Linked DNA regions of Zea mays: all the other regions are linked to region 2. A link is a contact called in public Hi-C data. All regions are on one chromosome and are shown on one strand. Each heading gives the region's core, a stretch centred on a gene start, on an enhancer-like site or on the middle of the called end of the contact. The rest is flanking DNA. Distances are from core to core; before and after follow the strand shown.

Evidence for each region. A called contact is a pair of places that touch in the nucleus more often than the background predicts.
Region 1: a Hi-C map of ear shows a contact between it and region 2, with 2.3 times the contacts expected there. The contact joins the promoter of LOC100193064 here to the enhancer-like site in region 2. A contact is called at or near these places in 3 of 25 Hi-C or Micro-C datasets (ear, leaf and tassel).
Region 3: a Hi-C map of endosperm shows a contact between it and region 2, with 2.2 times the contacts expected there. The contact joins two enhancer-like sites. A contact is called at or near these places in 4 of 25 Hi-C or Micro-C datasets (endosperm, leaf and root tip).

The regions. Positions count from the first base shown.
Region 1 is chr9:92,465,079-92,467,778 of Zm-B73-REFERENCE-NAM-5.0, forward strand. LOC100193064 reads right to left here and starts at 1,321. Exons shown (of 4, transcript NM_001138230.2): 1 at 1,097-1,321. The coding sequence starts at 1,192.
Region 2 is chr9:92,618,665-92,621,548 of Zm-B73-REFERENCE-NAM-5.0, forward strand. No RefSeq gene overlaps it. Among protein-coding and RNA genes, the nearest start is that of LOC100281497, 27 kb to the left of the region's middle. Within about 2 kb of position 1,422, at least 20 of the 20 cell types and tissues checked have an H3K27ac peak or open chromatin away from gene starts, as enhancers often do. A contact at or near this core is called in ear, endosperm, leaf and 2 more, where this site is marked.
Region 3 is chr9:92,772,265-92,774,964 of Zm-B73-REFERENCE-NAM-5.0, forward strand. No RefSeq gene overlaps it. Among protein-coding and RNA genes, the nearest start is that of LOC100272777, 35 kb to the right of the region's middle. Within about 2 kb of position 1,362, at least 13 of the 20 cell types and tissues checked have an H3K27ac peak or open chromatin away from gene starts, as enhancers often do. A contact at or near this core is called in endosperm, leaf and root tip, where this site is marked.

The DNA of each region.
Region 1 (2,700 bases), core at 71-2,570, 150 kb before region 2:
TCTGCTTCCAAAATTTGCTTTATGATCTTTACAACAACAACAAAGCCTTTCGGTCCCAAGTAAATTGGGGTAGGCTAGAGTGAAACCCCACATGAGCCCCTAGTCACGGTTCTGGCATGTCAATAGCTTCTTCCCGCTTCATGAGCTTTTTGAAAAATAAAACCATTCGATGGTGGAGTTTAAAACTAGTTTAGGGGTTTTCATTTTCCAACTGTGCAGGACTGGAGAAATTTATTGATCAACCAATATATAAAGCAGAGTAGCAAACAAATGACAGAACTTTGAATAATGTTCTTGTGGGGTGGGGTGGGGGAGCATGAGGCCAGAACAGGGAGTGGGGGGACTTTTCATGACATATAAGTACTGGATTAACAGTTCAATTATGCCCTCTTTCCATGTACTCGAACCACCCAACCTTTTCACCACGAGGCATGCTAAAACAATGATCTTTACCAGAACAAAAACCCCAAGTCACGAAAAGTTACATCATTATGTATTCATGTCCATTACCATGTACATGTGTCTGCAATAAATTATACACGACAAGAAAACTAGGGAAGCATCAGGTACCAAGCCAATTTTTGCTTCGCACAAACATTCTGGAATGTTCCCTGCCAGCATACTTTGTTCCATACTTCCATTCGATAATATGACCTATCATTTCATTTAATCCAAAGCAGCCTTTTCAAAACACCCCCGGATCACAATCAATTATAATTGCTTTTCCAGACTCCGAACCAATTGCGTGCATCCACATATACCGCATGGCTCCAAGCGTCTTGCCCCTCTTCCTACCAGTACTCTAGTACAAACAAGGATGTACCAGGAGCTTCAGCGCCCTCTTTTCCCTCCCCCTCCTTTTCTCACCTCCCAAACCCAGGACAACCCGTCCCATCCATCACACCAGTGCAAATCCTAGCGCCTTGGCACAATCGTCTCGCGGCACGCAGCTGAGGCGGCAGCAGCCACACCAAACAACACAGGTTAAGCATTTTAATCAAGCCGCCCGTGACACAAAAGCTGCCAACTTTCGCGCAGATCAGGCAAGTCATCTTGCTAATCGCGGAGGAAGCCAGATTCAGGAGAGCGGACTTACAAAAGAGGAGTGCCGCGCGAGCGCCGGCTTCCTCGCCGCCGCCGCCGGGATCGGGGGCCTCCCGCCGCCGCCGCCTCGAGGCACGTGCTCTTCCATCACCGACCAAATTGGCTAGGGTTAGGGTTCGGATCTGGTCCTGGGAGCTACCTGCACGTAGGAGCCTCCGTACTGTAGAGCGTGAACAGTAGCAGGAAAAAGTAGGGGAGGAAAAGGCGAAGAGAAAACGAGCGGCACCACAGGGGCGTTTGGGTAAATTCGTGGGTGCTGTTAGGCTGTACTCTCTTGGATTTTTTATTTGAGTTTTGTGAGGGTCAAATAAAAAACATAGAGGTAGTATTTGACTAATAATATTAACTAATATTTGTCGTCCACTAGTTTATTTTTCAACTAAACAATGATAAAAAATGATAGAGTATTATATAAACATTTTTTTATAACGCAGCGACATTTTTTAAAAGGAAATAATTTTTAGTTTTAAATTCTTTTGACATGGTTATCAACTACTTACAAATTCATAAAATTAAATATCTAAATAATATAAAATGATTTTTTATTAAAAAAGTTTTATCTATAATTTTATTGTATATAATATGATAATTCTAAATAAATTCTCCATCGAAACCGATCTTCGTGTAATGCGAGATTCCAGTTTGAGGGGCTCATGCTGTCGATTGGTGGGTCGGTGTTATGATGTTATCTCGGGGCACGACTGTGGATAGGGGGGTTCATGCGAATATGTGTGCGTCAGTACGTGTGGAGCAGATGCGGTGGCAAGGGTCGAAGCTCCGGCTTGGGCTCGGGCCTTGCATTTGTATTGCATGGCTAAAGCATGAGGCGGCGACGGAGCCTTCCCATGGCAGTCGAGTATGGCGGCGTGGAACCACGGCTGAAAAGGGCACAATAGTGTTAAGCCCCAAGATGGGTAGGCGGACGGTCTGCTCATGCGTAAAATCAGTTAGGGTTCCGGATTTCTAGCGGGATTAACTCGAGAACCGACTTATAACAGGTCTAGACCTCCTCCCTTTATACATAGATGAAGGGTTACAGTCGATTGAACCCCCACAATCGATCCAATCAATTCTACTTATCGTTTTTACCTTATGCATTAGGAGTAGCTTTAGTTTAGCCCTAGTTTAGCCTTCTTCTACCTCGAATCTTCACCTCTCTTCGGCTCTACGTCGACTAGAGGCGTCTTGGGTGGGCTGTCGATGCCAAGACACACCCTAGGATCTCTCCTCCTCGACGGGGTCCCTCCCTGGAGGCGAGATCTAGGTCTGCTGCGAAGAAGACGACTCTATGCGCCATCGCAGAACGTCCAAGCCCTAGGCATGGCCCGTCCGGATGAACACAGAGGAGGAGCCACTCCTATGCCTAGGTCACGGACCATCTGGCCTTGTGTCGTGGACCGTCCGCGCCTCCATAGAGAGCACCTGAGAGCACCTAGATGGGGGTGAATAGGTGATCCTGCAAAAATTAACTCTAAACAAGACAAACTTGGTTTATAATAAGTGTTAGTAGAACCAAAATCAAGTTGAGATGAATAGAGATAGAGAGAACAAGAGAACTCTTCACTTGATTGTTCCTTTAAGATATGTATCAAACTT
Region 2 (2,884 bases), core at 172-2,671:
CTTTTTTTTTCTTTCTTGTGGTGATGAATAACTCCGACGATCTTCTTCTTGCCGGCGACAAAACCACCACCCAACCTTGAGTGAATGGCACATCACGTCACGTCACGTTACGCGGTGTCATCCGTTTGCTCCTCAACGACCTGACACTGTACACACGATGATGGATCGGTGGGGCGACCGAGCGCGCAGTTACGGCACGCGGAAAAAGCAACGGGTACCGGTGCCGCCCCAATTACTACTACTACGACGAAGCTAAAGCGGGCGGGCGGGCGGGCGCGACCCTCACGCGCGTTCCTGTGCGGCGACCGTCTCGTCTCCCGCGGCAGCAGCGAGATGCTGATATACGTGTGCGTGGACGTACTGGAGTAAGCAGCAGCAGCGAGACGAGACGAGACCGATCGAGATGGATGACGACGACGTGTTTTGCTCTGTCTGACGTTGCTGCTGTGATCGGCGCGCCTCATGCATGTCATGTTCAGATGCGCGATACCGGTCCACGTTTGCCGTATTTTGCGAGTGGTTACGGGTCGCAGGGACGGACGGGCGACGGGGCGAGGATGGGAGGAAAGCGAAGGAACGAGCCCAGCGATTAAACGCGTCCGGCCAGGCCAGGCGCGCCGCGCGTGTGATCGTGAAAGCCAACGGATGCTGCCGCTGCTGCTGCTTTTTTTCCTCCCTCGGCCGGCCCTGGATTTGTCGAAGCAACCAGACGAAGCAGGGGCTATCAGCTGCTCTGTGCTTGTAGAAGAAACCAAAGCCGGCTTTGGCTCCTGAGGCCACGACTGTTCTCTGACTGACTGACGGACGGACGGCACGCGTGTATTTTTCAGCGAAGCAGGGTGCGAATTTATGAGCGGCAGCAAATCAAATGAAACCGGTCAGGGGGGGAAAAATTTTGATACTACAAAAAAAATGTCAACTTGAGAACGGTTTGCATTTATTATATAGGCTGTGCACGCTGCGCCCATGCTAACGCTAGGTAGCCAGGCGCAGGGGCTGGCTACCAGCCTACTACCACACAGCAGATAGAGCAACCCGTGGTTGCACTCGCGCCACACGCCCCGGCCAATATACGTGGAGTGGTCTGATCTGGGCACGTGCGGGCATTGAGAACGAGTTTTTTCTTCTTCTTCTCATTAGTCGCGTCTAACATTTTTTTTCCTCAAACAAAATGGCCCTTTTTTTTTCTCTAGAGTCTAGCTAGGTCACCGATCTGGCCTCTGCGAGTACTAGTAGTGGCTTGCATACTTCCGATAGGTGAGGTGATAGTAGAGTTGTATACGCAAACGCGAGTCTCCCGAGCAGACGGCAGCGAATATGCACGGAGGCAGACGGGTATCAGCCAACCAACTCTCACCTAGACCGCACCAACCAACCCGCCGCCGCGAGTTCCTCTGGCTCTGGCTCTCTGGCCCTGGCCCCTCCTCGTCGCAACGTGCGCCGAGCCCGCACCACACGACCATGTCCCTGCCAGCGCGACTGCTGTGCTTCCCTTCCCCCGAAGCACACGTTTTCAACAAGTGCAGTGCAGAACTGACGATGAGAGCCGCGTGACAGCCCCCACAGGTGGCGTCGCTAGGTTGACTGACTGGATGGGTGCGTCCGCCTCCGCCCGTCCTGCCAGCGAGGAAGGATGCGCGCTTCTCCGCTTCGCTGGCGGCGCGTGCTTCTGCTATCTGTCGGCATCCGGCACGCCAGCGGGAGGACGGTTTGATAATAGCAGCGTAGTACGTGGTCTAATTATTAGTCAGTTTAAAAATAATGTCAAAAATAAAAGGACTAATAGATATACATTTTTTTTCAATTTTCAACTCCTTCCGAGTTCCGAGGAGGCGGCGACCATCACACTCAGTCCACGGTGGAGGACGGAGAAGTCACGACGTTCATGGTGGTGTGTTCATATAAGCTCAATGTGTATGATAGCGTGAGCGTTTTCAGACATGCAATTTTTCTCCTGTCTCAGTTCTATTCTATTTTCTATAGAATACCACGACTTCATATCCATACTACCGAAACCCACTCTACTGTTTTCTATATTTACAAAAATCTTGGAAGGATGTGTTTGAACTTCAAACCCCCAAATTCCAAACCCTATCAACTCGTCACCGTCGCAGCATCCTGCCCCTACGCGGTCGTCTCGTGGTGAGCGCCACTCTTCCCTCTGGAAACCGCATTTCACTTTGGTTGCGCCGTGCATTTTTCGCTCAAAAAAATGCTAACACAACAACAACAAAAAAAAACACTCCCTAACAATCTCTTGCTATAACCGTGGATTGATATCGCTTTAGCGTGTTTCGGCAAGGCGTTCGTCGCGGCGCGAGCGCGATGGAGCTCTCGAAGCAGGCGCGGGGCAGCGGGCCGGCTTCACGTCCGTTGCCCTCGGCGGCCCGCGGCCCTCAACTCCAAGCAGCCTGCGAACCACGCCATGGTTGGCCTTGGCAAATGGCAATTGGGGGGCGCAGGTGCCGACCAGCGCCTACCTGATCTAGGTGCTGCCTTCTGATCAGCAGATTGTGCAGAAATCTGCTGGAATTATTTCGCCTTTTAGATCTGCCCTGTGACAACAAGCATGCAGATGGTGGTGCATCGCACAAACCAAGCACATGCATAACCCTGAATGAAGGTAAGGCTGATACTGGTACTGACCCCAAAATCTGTTGGTAGCATAAGGCTGTGTCCAGCAAGGTCCGGTAAAGGACCCGGTATCTTAAATGTAGCGGACGTCGGCCTCCTTTTTCCCTCCAGCAAGGCACGCTAAATGCTCCGATAAAATAGCGAACGGTACCTTCGCACGCTACTCCTGACGCATCACTGTGCACACGCTATACAGCCAGTGTCGTGTCTTCCTCTCTCCACTTTCCCTCATGTGCACGTGATGGTTGTG
Region 3 (2,700 bases), core at 112-2,611, 150 kb after region 2:
CAATAGCTGCTAGGCTCGGCACGCGTGTCTATCACGTGTCCTTCATTTCTCTCAAATTCAAAATAGGTACACACATAAGCCACCTATTTAATTTGAGTTAAGATTTTAGTCAAAGTCTTGTACGAGACTTATAGGGTGTTTGGTTTAAGCAATAAGTTCGTCCATTATCTTCTCACTCCTCACTTTTTCTTTGTTTAGTTTGTGGAATGTAATGAGTTGCTCCACTGGCAGGCCCTGTTCGGCTTTCACGGATTGAAGACCCGGAACGATTCCTAGAGTATCGCTTCTATAGTTTATATAAGTTTGGATGAGTTGGAACAAATCTTGGTCCAATCCCGTACAAATGAAATGGGCCCTCACTTGATAACAAGGGCGGATTTGGGCCCCGGGTCACCTAGGCCATGGCCCGGGACGCAGCCTAGAAATCTTCTTATATCTAGGATAATTTTAGCCCAAATAATCTAGTCCACGGGCATAATATCCCCTTCCACTCCTGATTCGTTCTGGCGCCTCGTGGTCTCCTGGCTTCCCCATTGGCCCAATCCCTCACGCCCTGCCTAGCTCCAGTCCACGTCTTCGGCCTTCTTGTCTCCTAGACCGAGGTACCGGTGGCGGCGCCTTCGCACTACGGCCTCCAGTCTATGCCTCCACCTCCATGCTCCACTCCATGGATCCGACAACTGTGACCTCCCTGCGGTCAGCGGTCTACGCCCTCCATGGATTCACACCACATCGTTCGCCCCTTGACAGCTCGTGATCGTTGATGGCTACTGTTCTATAAGTGCAGGTACAAGGAACCGTTGTATGAATTATACAGGAGTAGCAAACGTTGCATAAAATATATTGATGCTATCAAATGTTCTATAAATCATAATAGTTGAAATCATGCAGATTGTCATACTATAAAATTAGAGTTCTAATTCCTAGATTGTATAGACTGTTCAAATGTAATCTTGTTAATGAAATGCTCAAAAGGTATTTTGCAACTGAAATTTTGTCACGGTAGTGCTCACTGGAATTTTGCCCATATCATATATCAGTATAATCAAATGGATGTATATGAGTAAGGGACATTCCAAGTAGCCAAATGATAAAGGGTGAGCATACAACGGGGCATCAATTTTACGATGCTCCGCTACTGCTTGATAATAAATACCGGCTGGACAAAGCCGTACAAAACTTACACTCTACTGACAAAGCAGCAACAGTTGCAAAAGCACCGAACCCTAACATCTCTTTCTCTAACCTTTGATTTTGTGATTTTTTATATATATATAAAGTATGCCAAAATGATCTCGTACTTGCTTGCCTCATTGGTAGGTCGCAGGCGCGGTACTACTAGCACTGCAGAGCTGGCGCTCCGGTTCAAGCACCAAGCCAAGCGCGTGTGCATTGAATTTCAATTTTGCATACTACGTTTGAAACGGTATAACCGCGTGTGCACCGGCTAGACAATTTGTCAAAATGCACCTGCGTGGCAGCGTGCGTGTGTGTTTCTGGAAGCAAAAGCTGGAGCCAATCACCAACGCATCCGCCATCTGACTTGCGCGGCCAATTGGTTCGGAGCGAATAGTTTCTCCCGGCGAAGCAGTGGAGTGCACGCTGTGGAGCCCGTCAAAGGCACGCTCGACGCTCTGGACCAGAGCTGGACGGAGGACGGACTTCATCAGACTAGACGAGAGAGGTCCTCAAAAGCTTCGCGATTTTTGCTCCCGTATCTTCTCTGTTAAGGGAACTTATAAAAAAACCGTTTTCGTCTCCCCTCTTGTGGCCGCGTGGCCTGAAGGCGCAACCATTGCGTCAGTGGTTAGTTGCTTGGAGGAAAATGGCCGAGCACCACACCTCACCTTCCCTTCAGGGCCGGCCTTATCATCCTTTTTTTTAAGAAGAAGCCGGCAGGCGGCAGGGATCCCCGTTCGCTGGTATAAAAAGAGTGAAATTTGCAAGTGATCCCTAAGCAACCCGGTGAAACAAACACCACGTAGGTAATCGGGGACGCAGCTTTTCTTCAGCAGCAGGTTGTACGTGCCGGTAAACGCAGGCGTGGTAGGTGAACTTGAGCAGTTTGCCATTGTTTGTTTATTAGCACATTGTTCTCTCGTGGTGGCTAAGATTCTAGAACCTTTCTCCTTTTTCAGGTCACAGATTGGCTCGGGACGGGCGAGCCAACTAAAGGCGTTTGGGCTTTTTTCAGCTTCTGACATCAAAAACAAAAACTATTGCGAACTACCAAATACCACAGTTTTTCAGTTCGTTTCTATAAGAATCGTCTTAGTAAAAACCATCTAAAATTAACATGAACACTGAATCGGTCGAGTCGTCATGATAATAGGAATCCATCGTTTTCTAGATTTTGAACACTTTGGATCACTTTATCTTCCTTCACATGTAATTCAGGCGATGCTCAGATTTTTCCTACATACATATTCTCTCTACAGACAGATTATCAGAAAAGCTGATCAGAAAAAAACTGAACCAAATAAGTCTTAAGACTATGTTTGGTTGTAGATATAAGAAATGATAGAAATAGACGGTCACATTTTCCATGATGTTTGGATGAAAGTCACGCATGGGTGAGGTGAACATCGGAGCAATTTTTGGTGGCGGTGTGGTCCCAAAAAATCAAGCAGACGGTGTCGTCCCCGTCTCATCCTACTTTAACCTTAAACCAAACACATACGGGTCACATACGAAATCACA